Linked DNA regions of Mus musculus: regions 2 and 3 are each linked to region 1. Evidence: chromatin contacts called from public ChIA-PET and HiChIP or PLAC-seq data. All regions are on one chromosome and are shown on one strand. Each heading gives the region's core, a stretch centred on a gene start, on an enhancer-like site or on the middle of the called end of the contact. The rest is flanking DNA. Distances are from core to core; before and after follow the strand shown. Region 1 holds the start of Trmt12 (tRNA methyltranferase 12). Region 2 overlaps Fer1l6 (fer-1-like 6 (C. elegans)). Region 3 has its middle 28 kb from the start of Gm41329.

Region 1 (3,770 bases), core at 559-3,058:
TACTCTGTGGGACCAATACTGTATTTCATGTAATAATGTCTGTATGACTTACTAGAAAAAAAAGCCACACGATCCAATTCAAGGAGGCTCTATATGCAAATAAATCCAAGACCAAATGAATATTAAGGCCATATCACTGAAAGCTAAGGTAAAAAATGCAGAATTCATGTCTGCACAGGTGAAACCTATTTTAATGAGTCACATTGGTTTCCTCTGATACTTTAATACATTCTCAATGTGATCAACAGAAGACAACTTTGGATCGATCTAGAGTTCATTTTCAGACCACAGATCACTTTAAAAGGTCACCAGAAAACAGAAGGGTGAGAACACAGCCCTCGATGAGGCACTCATCTGGCAATTACTGTGTCAGTAAATCTACTCCTTCTGGCCAACTAGAGGTCAGGGGCCGGCATTCTAGATCTAGGACTATGTGATCCACGTGAGGGGCGTAAGATTTCACTGGGTGGACATGCAAGATTCGTGTCCTCCATGGTTTCCCATGCACTTGATGAAGAAGAGAGGCGATCTGAGTTTCTGCAGATTCTGCCCATCTCCACCACTCTGGTTTGTTGGCCGATGATATTTCCCCCCTGAAATTCTCAGTAGTTCCATTTCCCTGTGTATCAGTGGTGATTTTCTGGGGACGAGGCCAGTGCTCTTTTTCCACGTTATTGCTTCCAGGTGGCTGTGGAGTCTTTCCTGAGAAAGACTCCACATTTTGGTGGATATGCAGAATACCCCCAACGTCCTTCCGAAGCACTTGGCAGGCAACGGGCCAGCCTTCTTTAGAACTGGGAATGAGCCCGAGGTTCACCCTATCTGCAATGTCTGAGAGCTTCAGTTTCCTGTTGTCCCCAAAATGTATTTGGCACCGGTCTGCCACTCCATTGATCTCCAAGTTGTTTCTTAAAGCAACTACAGCATGAGGATTCCATTCACAGGCATGTACGAAGGCAGCGCCAGCATGAACTAGGAAGGGCAATGTAAAATAACCAATCCCTGCGTAGAGATCCACCAGCACCTCTCCAGCACAGGACAGAGACGCCACTCGAAGTTTCTCGGTGATGTTTCCAAAGGAGAACATGCACTGTGTCACATCAAACTTATACCGGATGCCATTATCCATATGCTCTACCCAGCCATGGTCACCCAGCAGCAGAGTCACTGACGGAGTTCGAGTCCCATCAGGTAGCACCCGCCCTCGTTTTGCCAAACGTTGAACTCCCAGGGCCGAGGCAACAGTCTCCCAGAGTTCTGGCTCCAGACCTTTCCACAGCGTGGCTTGGAAGCAGTCTTCACTAAGCAGCATTAGGTCACCATGCCGTTGCCAAGACCGGGGCAAATCTGCCTCCAACTCAGCGGACCACGTCACTCCGCGGTCCTCCACCCAACGCCTCACCTCCAGACACAGTATCTGAGCAGGTGAACGAACCCGGGCCTTTTTGGAAGGAAGAGGATCCGGGAGCCGCGTCAGCACACAAGTGCTGCCTGGGGCCACGCGATCCCTCAGCTCCTGCAGATGCTGCTCAGAAAGGCTTTCCGCCAGCACCGGCAGAGCCACCGCGCCATCCCGCAGCTTCGCCACCCGGTGCAGCCTGTCCAAGAGTTTCTGCTCCTCCAGGTAGTCTCGGTATCTCTGCGTGAACCGGGGCTCAGTCACAACTGCGACAACTACAGACTCCTCACACTCTCTCTCCATGTCGCTAGTGTTTGTACCCCGTCGCCGTCCATCAGCGAGATTCTCCGGCTGCTCTCTCCCTGCAAATCTTCCACTACAACCGGAAGAGCTAAACTCGCTCCGCTACGGCGCATCGGAAGTGACGTCAATAAACAAAGCCAGATCTCGAAGTATTACTGCGATCAGGGAATGGAATTTCGGGTGCAGTGGGTTGCTTTCTGGAACCGCGGCAGCCATTTTTGTTATGGTTAGTCTGTACTTAGGAAACTTAGTAATTCTATGAACTAAAACTCATGAAATGAGTCGATATCCTCCGGAAACGTTATACACTCTCTTTAGCGATGCTCGTAATTTTTTTAAAAAGTGAATTTGCAGTGGATTGAATTTACAGAAAGGATTCCAAAACTCTAGTGTTGCTTATAAATTAGCACCAGCCACCTTATTGTTGGAAATGAAATGTTATAAAGCTTCCTTATTCCCTTTTCTTGCAAAGATTTTCATCACGGCTGCCTTGTTATCCAAGGAGGGAAACATGTCAACTCTCAAAAATGGGAATCTTTGTCTAGAAAATGTTGATTACCCGAACCACCTTGAGAGAATTGCTATTCTAATGAGAGATGGCCCAGAGGGTAAGGGAGTTATTTGCCACCAAGCCTGACAACCAGGATTCCCAGACCCCACATGGTAGAAAGAGAGAACGAAACCCAGGTCTTTTGCAAAATCATCAAAATCTCATAATTGCTGAATCTCTTGTCTTTTGTAAAACACATTTATCTTTTAGGGGGCAGCGTACTCACGCCATAGTGCAGGTGTCAAGGTCAGAAGACAACTTGCAGTGTCTCTCCTCTTTTTCCACCATGTGAGCTCTGAGGAAGAAACGAAACTCAGGTTGTCTGACTTGGTTGCAAGCTCCTTTACTTGTGCAGCCGTCTTGCCAGGCCATTCTCATCCTTTAGCGTATTGACTTATAGGTCTGTAAATGTAAACAGTGAAATGAATATTCATGAGCTATAGCCGTAGTACATTTACGTGGGCCCTATAAGAAAAATCAAATGTGAGACTTTTCTATCAAATGCTGGAAAACTTCTGTTTAGGACAGAAGTTGAAATCTTTTTTATCTCTCCCCAATTGTCAGACTTTTATGCAAATGTTTTAATTTTCCACCTACCCAGTAATCCCTTTGTTTACACAAAGGTCCATTGCTGTATTCCAGGAATTTGATATCCTGTAGCAGTGACTTCTTTCTTCTTCTAACCCTGACCCCTTTCAGCTTTCAATATTTCCTGTGTGCCAGTTCCCTTAATTAAGGCTGTGAGGCTGGACTCCAGACTGGGGAACAGACCCAGTTACCACCTGAGTTAGAATACAAGCCAAATGCACTTCCTGTGTTTGTGTGTTCTCTCTTCTAAGCACACCCTCTTGATCAAGAGGTGAAGTTTGCCTTGCCCAGACAATTAGGTTGGAATAGTAGTCTCTTCCTTTTCAACCTGGGACTTATTTCTAGCACTTTCCCATTGAGAGCATCCTTTTCCCACCAGGCTTGAGGACTCGGGTTATCTATACCTTTTTCTTCCGTGGCTCACTGGTTATTTAAGGCTGCATTGCTTTATTTCCATATACTCAAAAAAGTTTTCCAAATTATTGTTTTTATTTATTTCAGTTTATTTAAAAAATGTACTCTACCATTGTCAGAGAACATATTTTGTATGACTTGGGCTCCTGTAGACTTACTGGAGCCTTTCTCATAGTTTAGAATATGGTCTGTTCTGGGGAACGTTCTATGTGCATTTGACAGGAGTGTCCACTCTGCTCTTGACGTGTGGAATGTTCTGTCTGGTAGCAGGCATCTTTTCAGCTCATGCAAGTAAAACAATTCTGGGGTGGTAGAGTGCTTGTCTAGTATGCTCCAGAGTCTGGGGTCAATCCCTGGTCATACATATTCCTATAAACCTCCAAACACAATTGTCTATAGTCTTTCTTACTGAGACCACACAGTCTCTCTCCAGAGCTGCTTAGGTACCTCATACAGATCTAAGCATTAGATAAGATCTTCTCTCTCTCTCTCTCTCTCTCTCTCTCTCTCTCTCTC
Region 2 (3,770 bases), core at 695-3,194, 220 kb after region 1:
CTCACTGGTATTAAAAGAGTGATTTGCAAATGTTCATGGTAGACTGTGCATTGATAAAATACTTTAAGGAAAAATATGGATCGAGAGTTACAGTTTGGATCTGAAATGTCCCTACAGGCTCGTGTTTTGAATACCTGTTCCCTAACTGGTTGTGTTATTTTTTGAGGACGGTGTCACCCTCAAAAGGTGATATCTGGATGGTTGAAAGTCGGTCCCTAGAGAAGGTGATCGAGCCCCATCAGCCTCAGTCTCTGTTTTCTGGTCCGCCATGAGAGGAATGCCCTTTGCCACACACTTCTGCCACCACTTCCCTGCTGTGGTGGACTGAAGCCACAAGAACCTATGAGCCAAAATTAATCTTTCTCCTTAAGTTGTTTCTGTCACAGCTATATGACAGTGGTGGCATGTGTGTGTGTGTGTGTGTGTGTGTGTGTGTGTGTATTGAATATACCCATGTTCTCAATCTAGGAATTTCATTTCTGAGTACCTGAATTAAAGAATAATTCAGACCCCAGAAAAGGCCTTTGTACTGAACACAAACATTTTTGAACCAACTGTCAAGGCACCTCAGACTCTTCTTGGATTTTGTCTATAGGTCTGAAGTCAGGTACTTTTGTTAGAAGATGATATCTAGAAAATAGAATCCCAGCACTAGAAGTCTTATTTGTTAATAGGAGATTTTGATGTTAGAGTCTTTCAGAGGGTACAGTTAGATGATGCATTTTCCCAAAAATTTCATTAGTCTGTAGTGACACAGTCAAAAATAAATCAAGGAGGAAAAGTTTCATCCTGATTCCTAAAATAACTCTTGATTCTAATCATTGGTAATTAGTAGATATGATTTTATTTATTCCATTGTTTTTGGGGTGGGAAAGTAGAGTGATCATAAATTTGCTTTATGAAGGGAAACTCTTAGATATATGCTAACTAATAAATGGAGATTGGAAGAGGGGGACGAGGGAGGGGGAGTGGGAGAGGGGAGAGGGGAGGAGGGAGGGGGAGGGGGGAGGGAGAGGGAGAGGGAGAGGGAGAGGGAGAGGGAGAGGAGAGGGAGAGGGAGAGGGAGAGGGAGAGGGAGAAAGAGAGGGAGAGGGAGAGGGAGAGGGAGAGGGAGAGGGAGAGGGAGAGGGAGAGGGAGAGGGAGAGGGAGAGGGAGAGGGAGAGCATGGAGTGACAAGATCCTTGGTGGTTATAAAAACCAGTAGGTGAGAGGTGTTGGCATCAGAGAGTACTTATGTTGCCAGTGTTACCCGACAGTGACCTGCTCTTGCAGAGGAGAAAAATGTAGCTTTGCATGAACAGATCTTACTTATGCCAATTTAACAAACCCCTAAACTCAGTATCATCTATAGCAGGGCCATTGGTTCTCTGTGAAGTAAACAGTACCCTGTATCAAATATACTGACTTTCCAATAAACTGCAATGTAATAACTTGCATCCAACTCTACTCAGAGAAAATGCACTAAGCAGAGATGAAGAAAAGCAACCTTAGGAAAAGCAATCTGTTAATTCAGGCCTAGTCTCACCAAAGAGATACACTCTGGGTGTGTCTGTGAGAGAGTGTTTCCACTAAAGCCTAACTAGGAGAGAAGCATTGAATCTGAGAGGCTCCACACCATGGAGTCCTGCACTGCATAAGGAATGCGAGAGGTTAGCGAGTAGACTCCTCTCTCTTTCTGCTCCATGACTGTGAATGTAGTGTGACCAGCTCCTGCTGCCATGCCTTCTGTGCCCTGACAGGATGCGTCCCTTAATCCCCGAGTCAAAATAAAATTTTCGTTCTTTTAAGTCGCTATTGCCTGGTAAATGCTGTCACAGCAAAGGGGATGTGACATCCAGGAAACATGGAAAGAACCTGTGCCTCAGCCATAGCTTTCTTGAGATGATATGCATGTGAGGGTGGGGCTCTCCCCAGCCTTGACACTTTTCACATTTCCTGTGGGCAACCTCAAAAACAGCCTTTATGCACAAACGCTATCCTCCGGTCTTAAAGAGTCAGAATCCACTACATGTGTCACGATCCATGAGCTAAGCAGCCTCCTCAGCCACGCTGGGAACACAGAGATACCAAGAACTCACCCTCCTCATCACTGAGCCTGTAGCTCTTAACCACAGAGGATGGAGAGAGCTTCTCCCAAGACCTTAAGTACAGCTGCCTCCTTTTTAATTTAGGGCATGACGGCCCTAGGACCTAACCTTGGATCGATGTTAATTTGTGGGATTTGCCTGTAGAAGAAACTCTCTGACTTCCATATCTTACGCGAGTAATTTATTTGAAGATGGCATTTAAGATAACTTTTAAGTTGGTGAAGAAGTATATAGTGCAGGGTGCAGTGTGTGCACCTGCCCTTCAGCTCTGCCAAGGGCACACACCCTGAGTGATACCCGCAGCCAGCTTCCAGTGACTCCAAGGACGGCAACACAGCACACCAGGAGCTGTGTGAATCCAAGTGTCTAAATTATACAGCTTGGACTTCTGATGAGCAGCTTTAAAAATAAGTCTGGCAGGTGCTGGAGACTGGAAACAAATCCTCTCTCCCCTGCCAGTGACTGGGGCTCAAAAACACTGAACATTCCAACACTTTGTGGATGGTGTATACTCTTGAGAAGACATCCCTTTGGGGAGCCCCCACTCTGTAGCCCAGGCTAATTGGAGCTTACAATGTAGCCCATGTTAGTTCCTGATTGGGAGCAGTCCTCCTGCCTCAGCTTCCCAAGTGCTGGGAGAACAGGCTGAGCCTTCATTTCCAACACTATGAATAATTTCAAAGCATAAGAGGACCCGTGTAGAGTTAGAATTTGAGCCTGTGCCTTGAAAACACCTCGGGGGTGGGGGTGGGGGTGGGGGTGGGGTGAGGCACATAGTTCAGCCTTTGCACCTTAAAGACTTGGAAGCTGAGACTCAAGAGACAGAAGGTGACCCAACAGTGGCCCAGGTTTTCCTTTCCATGTTGGATGATCTACTTTCCTGTCCCACTAGGAGAAAAGGGCTGGAGGCTTGGTTTCCTGGGAATGGATGTTGGTTTGTTACAGAGCAGAGAGGACAAGGGGAAGCTGGGGCCAAGTTACTTCTACAGCCACAGTGGGACTTTCAGGATCTGACAGGGACACGGTGTGAGTGAAGAATAAAGTCAGCTCACATTCTCCCTTTAAGATGCATGAGGGGAAATACAGGTTTAAAAAGACTTAATTCTTTCTCTTGATAACATAGGAAGAAGACTAGGCACAGTACCCAATATGACTGAAGGGTCATGAGTTCAAAACCAGCCTGGTCTACATAGACCCATAGACCTTGTCTACAACAAACAAAGCATCGTGTAAACAGGATTCTCCTCTCTTTCTTTCTCTTAGAGCATTTCCTTTAGAAGAGCTATAATCGTAAGTGCTTTCTCTTCTCTTTGAGATGTATATAAACACCTTTGAAAACTAAGTCGGCTTCATCCTTTACAATGTGCAGGCCTGTCTTTGTCAAAGGTGTAGGAACTGCTTTTCCACAAAGCAAACATCAAGAAAGTTTACATCCTAGCCTGGGGCTATATCACAATGTGCAAGTCCAACTCCCTGGGAGGCCGAGGCAGGAGGACAGGAAGGCCAGTGTGGACAAGGTGGGGCGACTAGAGACCTTGTGTATGTATAAATAAATGAGAGAAAGAGGGAATCTAAATAAATCTACTGCTACTTCTGAGGGGGAGGGGCCTAACTCTGGCATGAACCTCATTCCAAGTCACAGAATGTCTCTTGTCATAAAGATTTAACAAGTATCCCCCTAG
Region 3 (3,770 bases), core at 593-3,092, 140 kb after region 1:
AGCAACTGCTTCTGCACCTCAGTATAAAACACGATTCTTACATGTTTTACAACTTTTCTGTTGAGCTTCTGAGAGTCCCCCTCCTCCCCTGGGAGGGAACGTTTAAATTCTGAGGAAACCCACCCACAATATGGCTCTGTCATGTAAGTACTCAGCCTGGTTTTGTGGAAGAAGGAATGGAGCAGAGTATCTCTGTCATTGATCCAAAGTCACAAAGATAGCAAGTGTCAACGCTCCTGACTGAATGTGGTCAGTCTGGCTCTAGTGGTCAACAGAGTTACCAGAACTCACTACATGAGCCTCATGGTGTTGGGTGGAACCGCAGCGATACTTCAGGCTCATGACTTTGGGAGTTGGTGAGGTGCCACACTCCTTTAGCTGTGTCTGTGCAAGCTGGGAACTGACTGCATAATTTCAGGAAGGGGAAAGGCCTCCTGAGAGTGGCTGTTCTTCCTTGGGATGTGGGCCTGAGCTGAGCTGGTTTGGGAAGAAGGAAAGTTGTCTCCTCTCTGGTGGCGAAATGGAGATGGCATACTCCTGACATACTTGAGATTTTCTCAGGTGTCAAAATGGCCATGTGACAGCTTTTTCATCAAAGGCTGAGAACACTGAGACATGAGGCAGGGCAAGTTTGGTTTCCTGTAGCTCCAAAGCCTCATCTCACAGGCTTGCCAGCACCTCAGACTTGATGATGCGATTTAAAGGACATGAAAGGATAAAGGGAAATCACCCGCCCAGGCGCGAGCTCTTTCCCTCACACGTAAGTTAGGAGCCTTGATGTCAAATCTATTTGGTTTCCGGAATTGGGACCTGAGGTGCACTTGGCACCCTTTGCTGGTCAGGGTAAATAATGTGACAGGCAGGTGGAGGGGCGGGTTCTGCTAAATTAGCACCTTCTGGCCCTTTTGGCTGACGATCCTCCAACTCTACCAGCTTTGCTCCATCCTCTGCCAAACATACAATTTCATGAGGATTTTCTAGACTATTCCCAACCTTGCAATGTATGGGCAACTAACTATAGGCTGAATGTAAGCAACTGCTCTGGTTTTTAAAACAAGAGCGAATAAACTCACAGGCCACACTTAAATATCATAACCCAGTCAATGGCTACTCCTGTATTTTCAATTATGCAACGATCTTCGCTATCTATTTCTAAAAGGAGGACCTGATTTGGGAAAATCCAAGCATCAGTATAAGATGGAAACAGAGCGTGTGAAAAGCCAAGGGTCTTTCACGATCAGATTTCTAAAATGGGAGGGGAGGACCCAGGTGACCAGGCATCTACTGTTACATTGAACTTAAACCTCTGTGGCTCTTCTCTCTCTCCCTCTCTCGTTCTTTCATGTGCTCATAGCACCCAGTGCAGCAGACACGTGCTTTGGAGCTTGAGAGAAGAAAACAGGTTCCTGATGAGAGGAGCTGAGACTTGTCCGAAGTCCTATATAGCTGATTCCAGCAGCTCCCACCAGAGTGGCTTCCTGCCCAAGCCTTGGCCACGCCCACTCTCGGGCAAAACAAAGGGAGCCTTCCTAGGTGAGGCAGGCTCTCAAATTAGCAACATCCATAGATGCTAAGGAGGCCATTTCCCTTTAAAGCAATCCTCCAGAAAGACCAATCTTGGGCTTCGTTTGCTCCTTGAATTTTAGTTCCCTATCACGTGAACTTGAAGATATTATTGGATATCTCTGAGGCTTGATTTTTTTCCCTTCCCCTGTAAAGCTGAAACAATAATACTTAGTCTGCGAGGAGCTAGTCATGTGACACATGCCCTGTGCTACGGAAACTGCTCAGCATTACGCTAATGGAAGCTCTCAACGGCTTTTTTTTTTTTTTTCTTTATTGGTAGCAGATTGCTCAGATGTGGTCCAGAGCTGTTCTTATGTGTAGGCTGCCTTGAGCTGGGCGAACCTTCAACTCGTATCTATTCAGTAAATATCACATGCAAATGTCATGAGGGAAAGACAAGCTGGGAAAGTCCTTTGCTTCACGGGGTTCGTATTCCTATAGAGGGAAGACAAACTTGAACAATGAATAGACCATGTCATTCTGTGAGGAGGATTAGGAGAGAGCCAAACCAGGGAGGGCAAGAACGATGCAGAGAGTGGCGCTTTTGGGTTGAGCTGCAGGCAGTAAAACCAGCTTAGACCTCAAGTTTTTCCTGTGTTTTCTTACTCAGAATTCTTCCTGTAAAATTCTGGAGATGGTGTTTGTGAAGATTTAGCATCTCCCAGCAGAGGTTAGAATGACCATAAAAGCTGCTATGGGGCCCTGCGCTCTCCCAGGGGCGTTTTTCTAACATAATGCTGTTTTAATGGCTAGGGAACTTGAGGGCAGTGAGCTAATGGAGCGTGCGCATGTGGGCTGATCCAGCTCAGGCTACCTTGATTTCTCTCTCAGTATTCACTAACATCATCTTTGTTTGCATTCCAGTGAACACCGAGCTTGACAAGCTGGGACCAGTTCTTGAGTCATCACTTTTACCCCTCTGGGGTTTGTGAGTGCTTGGCTCCGAATCCAATTCCAGGCTGTCCCTGAGTATGATAGACAGAAGGGCAAGCCGGGAGACTTCAGAGATCCTCCTTCATTTTGAAGATAGTAGGCATGTCAGATATTTGTAATGAGGTGTGGGAGGGTGTGATGGTTTGAATATTTCTGGACCATGGGAAGGGGCGCTATTAGGAGGTGTGGCTTTGTTGGAGTAGGTGTGGCCTTGTTGAAGGAAATGCATTACTTTGGGGGTTGGCTTTGAGGTTGATGCTCAAGCTCCGTTCAGTGCGGAAGAGATCCTCCTCCTGGCTGTTTGCAGAAGAGAGTCTCTTCCTGGCTGCCTTCAGACCAAGATGTAGAACTCTTGGCTCCATGCATGGTGCTCCAGCACCATGTTTTTGCCTGCAAGCTTCCATGCTTCCTGCTATGATGCTAATGGGCTGAAACTTTGCAATTGTAAGCCAGCCGCAGTTAATTGTCTCCTTTATAAGACTTGCCTTGCTCATGGTGTCTCTTCACAACAAAGGAAACCTTGAGACACAGGGACTGTAACTCAGAGGCAGACCACTCGATTGGCATATGTAAGCACCTCCCAGTACCAGAGACAAAACAAAGCAATAAATCCAATAAAAACAACCAAACCCTCTGAGATGGGAGCACAGACCTACAGCTCAGTGCTTTCCTGTGTAGGTACGTGCATCCATCTAAAGTTCTCAGCGTGGCCAGCACCTAAGAGCCCTTCTGCCTTCCATCTGTGGGCATCCTCAGGTCTGCCTGCTCATCTTTCCATCAGGGCTCAGCTCAGGTAGTGTCACCCATCCCTGTACGAATAGAGCAGGTTAAGTAGCCTTACCTACTATGTCTGTCCTCTGTGTGCTTTGGGACTTCGTGCCTGGCCACAGCCCAGACCCAAAGGGCTCTTTAGATGTTTTATTTTTCTATCTAGTTGATTTGTCTCCATTCAAGAGTGACCAAGTGCTGGGACAGTCTTAAACAAGTAGGGAGGGGGATGAAAGTTAAAGTCACGTTTGCTTCCCACCTGGATGAGGCCATCGCCGCCTGTCTTCCTGCAGTATTTCTGCCATTGCTTCCTAAATGAAAGTTTATCAAACTAGTAACCCCAGTACATAGGCAGGCATCCTAAGTGTGTGACATTTGTTAACTCTTTGGTCATAAAATAGCACTGTGAGGAAGATACCTCTGTTCATTATCAGCAAGATTTTTACAGGAGAGCAAGCTGACGTGTGGAGAAGCTAAGCAACAACTGGCGAAGCTGGAGTTTA

The links. ChIA-PET counts read pairs in DNA pulled down with a chosen protein or histone mark. HiChIP or PLAC-seq counts read pairs in DNA pulled down with a chosen protein or histone mark.
Region 2: an RNA polymerase II ChIA-PET map of memory CD8 T cells shows a contact between it and region 1, with 61 read pairs. The contact joins the enhancer-like site here to the promoter of Trmt12 in region 1. A contact is called at or near these places in 3 of 39 promoter capture datasets (the C10 cell line, fetal liver and pre-B cells), 14 of 484 Hi-C or Micro-C datasets (the G1E-ER4 cell line, Th1 cells, bone marrow-derived DN3 thymocytes and 10 more), 21 of 115 datasets of contacts at active chromatin or transcription factors (CD8 T cells, the NIH/3T3 cell line, the SCID.adh cell line and 13 more) and 5 of 9 other capture datasets (adipose tissue, embryonic stem cells, liver and 2 more).
Region 3: a contact with region 1 is called in an H3K4me3 HiChIP or PLAC-seq map of bone marrow-derived macrophages, with 3 times the contacts expected there. The contact joins the enhancer-like site here to the promoter of Trmt12 in region 1. A contact is called at or near these places in 1 of 15 datasets of contacts at CTCF or cohesin (pro-B cells), 9 of 484 Hi-C or Micro-C datasets (the G1E-ER4 cell line, bone marrow-derived macrophages, embryonic stem cells and 4 more), 13 of 115 datasets of contacts at active chromatin or transcription factors (the SCID.adh cell line, acute myeloid leukemia, a beta-TC-6 cell line and 5 more) and 2 of 9 other capture datasets (embryonic stem cells and macrophages).

The regions. Positions count from the first base shown.
Region 1 is chr15:58,870,687-58,874,456 of GRCm38.p6, reverse strand. It overlaps Trmt12 (tRNA methyltranferase 12), which reads right to left and starts at 1,808. Exons shown (of 1, transcript NM_026642.2): 1 at 1-1,808. The coding sequence starts at 1,702. The coding sequence ends at 362.
Region 2 is chr15:58,653,260-58,657,029 of GRCm38.p6, reverse strand. All of the region lies in intron 39 of Fer1l6 (fer-1-like 6 (C. elegans)), which reads right to left. Among named protein-coding and RNA genes, the nearest start is that of Gm36451, 58 kb to the right of the region's middle. Within about 2 kb of position 1,944, at least 28 of the 459 cell types and tissues checked have an H3K27ac peak or open chromatin away from gene starts, as enhancers often do. A contact at or near this core is called in CD8 T cells, the G1E-ER4 cell line, Th1 cells and 5 more, where this site is marked.
Region 3 is chr15:58,730,168-58,733,937 of GRCm38.p6, reverse strand. No RefSeq gene overlaps it. Among named protein-coding and RNA genes, the nearest start is that of Gm41329, 28 kb to the left of the region's middle. Within about 2 kb of position 1,842, at least 39 of the 459 cell types and tissues checked have an H3K27ac peak or open chromatin away from gene starts, as enhancers often do. A contact at or near this core is called in bone marrow-derived macrophages, regulatory T cells and uterus, where this site is marked.